Linked DNA regions of Sus scrofa: region 2 is linked to region 1. Evidence: chromatin contacts called from public Hi-C data. All regions are on one chromosome and are shown on one strand. The core of a region is the stretch at or near the end of the contact, and the rest is flanking DNA. Distances in the headings are between cores, read along the strand shown. Region 1 overlaps DPYS (dihydropyrimidinase). Region 2 overlaps RIMS2 (regulating synaptic membrane exocytosis protein 2).

Region 1 (3,547 bases), core at 548-3,047:
GGTTCTCACATTATAAGTCATTCCCTTTGATACCTCCCTGCCAGCTAGTAAATCTCTGGTGTCTTAACGCTTTGCATGTGATAATAAGATTAATGTTGCTCACAGTTTTACCATATGCCATGCACCATGCTGAAGGTATAATGCCCTTCCAACAAGCCCTAGCGCTTGGTCCTCAGATTAGCATATCTGCAACAGTGTCCTAGAGCAAACTGAGACTTGAAGAGGGGAGTGACTTGTCCAAGGTCCTGCAGCTCATGTTAGAGATTTGAATCCAGTAACCCTGTTCTGCTCTAAATTTCATGCCCCTTAACCACTGGGACATATACTCTGGCATTTTACCTTCTATCAGTTATTTGAAGAGGGTTTTTTTTTTTTTTTTTAATGTATTCAATTTGGTCCTAAGTTACTCTGGGGGAAGTCATTTCTCACTCAACTTTGAATATAATGTCTTGCACCCAGTTGGCACTCAATAAATGCTTGGGTCATAAATGAAAAAAACTGCAGTTGTTTTGAAGTCACTTCTGACTCCCCCACCTCATTCAATTTCCAATCTTTCTTCAAGTTATCAGAAGAATTCTTTCTCTCAGGGGAAAGAATATCTTAATTCCTTCCCATCATTTTGTCTAATCCCCTCAACGCAGACTCTACCAATAGTCTCCTGACCATTCTCCCAGACTCCAACCTATCTGCACACTCATGACCCTAAAATACTATTTAATCAAGGTTGCCTAACCTATAAGTCCAGATGCAAGACTGAAACTCTGAGATCCCAGGGTGACCAGATGTGGGGAGAGCTCCTAGGCTAGTCACCTTTGACGAGCAGTCCTGGCACAGGCTAAGGCTGAGGATATGTCTGGATATGGGACTTTCAGTGCTATGGGAAAACTGGGAAGGTTCCAGGCAAACCAGGACAAGTTGGTTTTGCTATATTCTCCTCCCAGTCTCCCAATCCCCTTCTCTTTACTGTCATATACTCTACAAATAACCATTTTCTACTTCTGCCATGTAAAAATAGGGAAGTACAGATTTAGATCAACTCAAACCCTCACACAAAGACATTCAATAGCTCATGCTGCCTAAGAGAAAATCTCCTATACTTTAACTACTATTCAAAGCCCTTGGTTTGGCAGGACTAATCTTGTCTCCAGCTGCCTGCCATCTTGACCCTGCTGGCCAGCCTCTTGATTGCCCATTGAATTATGTTTTCCATTTCCCCTCATTTACCCTTGACCTCTCCATCTGGAGGGTCACCTGCAAAGATTTAGCTAGTCCAAAGCCCTTTCCCATGCCCAACCCGGTCTTCTGCGAATGTTTGATGACCTCAACTCAGGACAGTAATTTGGATGACTCATTGGTAGGAGTCAAACACGTGAGACCCTCCACACTTCTTGAACTGATGTGCTGTGCAGTTATAATTTTCTTCTTCTAAGAGCTATCTTATCCTTTCCCATATTAACATCTTGTCTGTCAAACCAGAATGCAGCCTCTTTGATGGTGGGTGTTACACCTTATATTTAGGTTCCGCTCAGCTCTTAGCAATGCCATTTATTATGCTTTTTTTAATATAAAATGTGTGCAATAAATACAGCTTTATGGATAACCGGTTAATACTATCTTTCTCCCCCACTGCCACCATGTGAGGAATTCAGCAATCCTTCCGCACAGATAAATGCTCCAATTTTTTTTGTGTGTGGCCAAACTGCCTTCTCATTTTTCTGCCTCTAGACTCAGCTTTCCTTAAATGCCTAGTAGGAGGATAGAAACGAGAGCAAAGTATAAACGTTTTCCTCCCTGCTAATAAAAAAGGGCAGCATCACAGTGGGGGTGGGGTGGGGAGGGAGGGACAGGAGGAAAATATTATAACAGAGATCTAAAAAATCCACTTTAAGAAATTTTGAAGAAGCAGAGAGCACTCCAAATACAGAAAAGGAGAGAAAGGTAGGGAGAAAAAGGCTTCATAGAAAAGAAAAAACAAAACAAAACAAAGCTGTTTAAGTTAGCGTATGGCCAGGGAAATGTGCAGAAAGGCTGGCACAAACGCCAAGCTCTGCCTAGCGGGCAGCCCATGTGACTCCTCCAGAAGGCTTGCAGTAGGCTCAGAGCAGATGGTGGGCCTTGTGTGCACGTCCAGGAGGCCATCGCCTAGTTAGCCCACAGCCCCAATTACAGGACTGAAGGCAGGGATAGTGAACTGATGGAAAATTTCCTTCAGGCAACATGATCTCAGCATAAAAAACAATATTGATCCACTTGCCTTCCAGCCAAAGAGAAATCAAGTTAGACAAAGGAAATTAGGCAATAGTTTTAATGTGACTCCAACTGCAGCTGCAAAATAAACCTAATGTACCCTGACTTTCCTTCCCAAGCTCTCTCTGTTTTGCACAGGCTGCTCTCCTGGAGGGCACCAAGTAGGTGTTCCCCAGGACCAGGAATTCTCAAGTGGAAAAAGCCAACTGTCTTCTGGTGTGTAAAGAATCCCCCAGCCATCAGGATGTGCTGGGAAGTGATGTCCAAGAGCACTGGCAGGTTTGCTAGGACCTATGCCACTCACCGGCCAAGTAAACACTTGTCACCAAGGACAGAGCATGCAATCTGCTGCCCTGCTGCCCAGGAGGAAAGCTCTGACCTTGGATTCAGGGGCGGCCTGCTTAGCACTCCAGCTTATCACTGCATGACCCCATATATGTGTGTATGTGGACATAAACTTTTTTTTGCGCATTTTTAGGGTGCACCCGTGGCATATTGAGGTTCCCAGGCAAGGGGTTGAATCAGAGCTACAGCTGCCAGCTTATATCACAGCCACAGCAACGCAAGATTCAAGCCACATCTGCAACCTACACCACAGCTCACAGCAATGTCGGATCCTTAACCCACTGTGTGAGGCTAGGGATTAAACCTGCAACCTCATGGTTCCTAGTCAGAATTGTTTCTGCTGCGCCACAACAGGAACTCCTGGACCTATAAACTTAAGCTCAGTTTATACATGACAAGAATGGGGGAATCAGGGCCAACATATATGTTGTGCAAAATAGATGTGGCTGTAACCAGAGGGCTTGATGAAGAGAAAATAGTCATAGGCTATGTGCACATGTCTTAGGTAGATACCAATATTCTATATTACAAGGATGAAGGATGCAATTAGAATAATAAAATAGGTACAGAGACAGGTCTAAAGCCCCCCCATGAGGGCTTGTGAAAACACAGGTTGCTGGGCTTCTCTGGCAGAGTTTCTGGGGCAACAGGTCCCAGAAGGTGCCTGAGAATTTGTATTTCTAATAAATTCCTGATGATTTTTTTTTTTTTTTTTTTTTTTTTTTTTTTTTTTTTTTTTAGGGCTGCACCTGCAGCACATGGAAGTTCACAGGCTAGGGGATGAATCGGAGCTGCAGTTGTCAGCCTATGCCACAGCCACTAGCCATGCCAACGCAAGATCCGAGCTGTGTCTGCAACCTACACCATAGCTCATGGCAGCACAGGATCCTTAACCCACTGAACAAGGCCAAGGAGTAAACCTGAATTCCTTATGGATACTACTTGGGTTCATTAC
Region 2 (3,547 bases), core at 440-2,939, 260 kb before region 1:
CTATAAAGAAGACATTATGAGAATTTCATAGGAAAACATTTGGAATGATTCACTTTATTTCCAGTTGGTAAAATTATAAATTCGTAGATTAAAGCTTCATGGCTAGTGTACATAAAACATATTTTTAAAAATTATTATATAGAACCAGAACTTTGTGTTTACAGTACCTTAGGTATGCTATAAGTCTAGATTTGTGTGTGTGTGTGTGTGTGTGTGTGTATATATATATGGCAGTTAAAGAAAAATGCTTGGCAAAATATACTTTGCCCATAAGCTTGAAGAGTAAAGTTTTTAAATAAGTTCACAATGTCCCTGTCTTCCCTTATTCAGTAGAGTAAGATTGTCTAAATTTTTAAAGATTATTTTCAAATTAAAACTATGTTACTCATTTTTGCTTACATCTAAATTTGATTTCTCAGTGTTCTCTCTGAAACACAATATACAATACAAATAAAGCATATCTGTTCTGGCAGTTAGCTTCTATTTGATTGGTGTCTGAATCAAGTGTTCCCACGTTGAAGTTGAATAAGGGCAGTTTAGCCCTTCTTGTCTGTCATATTGCTGCAGTCTTGCTCGAAAGAAAACCCATGGTGACTGATAAATTAGTGTCCTAGAGCCGCAAAAATGGCACACCCTTATCTGTTGCTTGAACAACAAAAGCAAATACATGTATGGACAGAAATTTTGATTGAGATTAACATTCTGTCATGTTTAATTAAGGTTATTTCAGAATTCTGTTTTTACTTAAACATAGTAAAGCTCTTGTATTTTTAAACAAATTTAAAGCATATTGTGATAAGTAGTTAATGTCCAGTAATTTTTCTGGCACATGTCTACATGTTGTAGTAGAAACTGCATTCAATTGGGCAGATTCTGGCTATTAGTCTCTATGAGACCTGGGCAAAGTATTTTCATTTCTCAGTTTTTTCACTTAAGTTGAGAGGAAGCCAGATGATCTTCAAGTGTCTTTTACCTATTCAACTAGATTTGTCATCTTAATTTTAGCTTTTAAGTAATATTTAGGGTGAACATTTAAAAATGTAATCTAAACCCTAAAGAATATAAGCTGTATCATAATTTACAGTTTGAACAATGAATGCTTAATGTTTTTTGCTTTTACCCAATGATAAAGCATATTTATATTATTATTTCAATGAGCCATTTAATTCCTCTAGTTTAATTATTGCTAATTTCTTGAAAAAGTATCTGGTAACTTTTTCATTTGTGTTTTCTTTCTCCATTGGATAATTTTGAGATGTGTTTCTTGGCTATGATCTCTGAGAGTGAAGACAATGTGTTAGTCATTTCTGTGTCCATCCCCCAAAATAGTAATTCATTCTCACTGAGAATTGTGTATTGCCTGAGGTTAAATAAATAACTCATTAACTTAAAAAGTTAAAGGTCATTCTTACTCAGTCTTTCTGTTTATTTTGTAACACAGACTGTACAATCAAATTAAGCAATGATTTTTATTTAAAACTTTAAAAACAAGTTTTCTAGGGAAAATATTGGGGTATTAGTCTTACAGTAGGCAGCAACAGTATTATAAAACTAAAATACAAAAAAAAAAAAGAGGAGGAAAAAAGAAAAGACCTAAAAAATAGCACATTTTAAAATATCCAGACCTTTGATTCCATTGCACTGTGGGGGAAATAGCGCTGTCTATATGTACATAAAGGATCCAGTCCCTTCCTTGTGGTCACTACTGAAATGTAGAAAGAAATGAAACATGAAGATGAACAAAGTGACCTCTCTTCTTAACAGTATTTGACAGGTGAATGGACTAATTAATTTCCTTCCTTCTTGCCTCTTTCTTCCCACATCCTCTCCTCTCTTTCTCTTTCCCTCCCTTTGCTTCTCTAACCATTTTTCAGCTGCTACATTTCGACAATTGTGATAATTCCTAGAGAGCTATTGAAATGTCTGAAAACAGGTCTCACTTTGAGGAGGTCAAAGCTAGAGGAGGATGTGGACATTTAAACACTTACAACACAACATTATAACTGCTATTATAGAAATGTTTTCAGTAATTGAATATTTCATTTGTTATATATTAAATAAAGTTTCTCATATTAAATAATCAATGATTCCACATTTTTCTCAGGTAAGGAAATAAGTGTAAAGGGAAGAGTCTTAGGAGATACCAGCCGAGTTCTAAAGCACAAATGTCCATCCCCAATTTTAATATATTCCGTATCATATCATACCACAAGGTAATATGTAATATGATATATTACCTTAGAGTATTACAGTGCCAATTAATCTGAAAAATTATTTTAGTTTGGTTTTAATGAGGTGCTGGACTAGAGAGATAGCAAGAAGGGGCAAGAAAGGGAAAAATCCAAGACTTTTACAAAGAATGAATCAGTACGGCTTAATGATTGATTGAATTATTTCAGTCATGTATTTCACAAATATTTATTGAGTGCTTATTAAGTGCCAGGCCCTATTCTGTATGCTTGGGATACAGCAATGAACCCGCAGATAAAATTCCTGTCATCCTGTATTCTTACATTCTGATGGAGAAGACGACAAAGAAGTCAATATATGGGGTGTGGGAGAGGAGAGGCAAGGACAATTGTGCACATTAGAGTTAGAGGAGGTGGAAGCGTTATCTCACTGCCCAGAGAGGAGGTGAAGATTTGAATCTAGGAAGTAAGTGTAGCTTTTAAAATTCTGAGCTTTATGTGGTTACTGAATTTAACAGAGATAAAGGGAGTGGAGAGTGAGTTTAGTCCTGATAACGGGGGTAAGGCTGTGTATGCTGGAGTTGGGGTTTCCAATCAGGAGCACACAGAGTCCCCTCCGGTCTGAGATGATGGAGGAGTGATCTTACATGAAGCCACCAGCTCAGGGGGTTCCTTCTTGCCCTGAATAGATGGAGCAAAGAGAAAGAAAAAGGTGGAAAAATGTCAGTATTCCTATTTTTGGTAATTATGACTGTTAAAAGAAAAACCAGGAAGTTTAAAGAGTAAGTAGTTTTGAGCAGATGAAGACTGAAAGATATTTAAATTTTTGAATTTGTAAAAGTAAGGCATGAAATTGGCCTGGAGCTAGTTGGAGAGGGGATCTGCATAGTTCTATTTAGATCTATATATAATCTGTTAAACAGAAACGAGAAGCAATCCATGTTATTGTTACTGAAGTAGACATTAACTTCATGTTTATGTTTAATTTTAGTTTTAAAGCTATGGTAATAAAACTAAGGCCTTAGTTATACCACTTTCAGATTGTTTTCAACCATTTGCTCTGCAGACAGTTAAATGTCCTATTACCCTATTACCCTATTACTTTCTGATTGGAGTACTTGACAATCAACAAATTAATCTTTTCCTTTTAGAATGCCAGGAAACATGCTTCCTGCTTGCTGATAGACTTTAACCATAAAAATTCTATCTAAGCTTAGAAAAGGCTAAACTAATCAAGTAAGTCTTTTAATAAGGTCACTTTTGATCAGCCTATGCCAGAGTTTCTCATGTGGTTTCTGTAAGGTCATTTGCAATAGAATCACTAGAGAAACTTCAAAATGCACATTGCTGGCTTACAT

The links. Hi-C and Micro-C count contacts between places; a contact is called where the count stands out from the background.
Region 2: a Hi-C map of liver shows a contact between it and region 1, with 12 times the contacts expected there. A contact is called at or near these places in 6 of 47 Hi-C or Micro-C datasets (embryonic fibroblasts, epiblast stem cells, liver and 2 more).

Annotation. Positions count from the first base shown.
Region 1 is chr4:32,847,106-32,850,652 of Sscrofa11.1, reverse strand. The region is part of intron 7 of DPYS (dihydropyrimidinase); the gene reads right to left. Among named protein-coding and RNA genes, the nearest start is that of DPYS, 57 kb to the right of the region's middle.
Region 2 is chr4:33,108,718-33,112,264 of Sscrofa11.1, reverse strand. All of the region lies in intron 25 of RIMS2 (regulating synaptic membrane exocytosis protein 2), which reads left to right. Among named protein-coding and RNA genes, the nearest start is that of DCSTAMP, 180 kb to the right of the region's middle.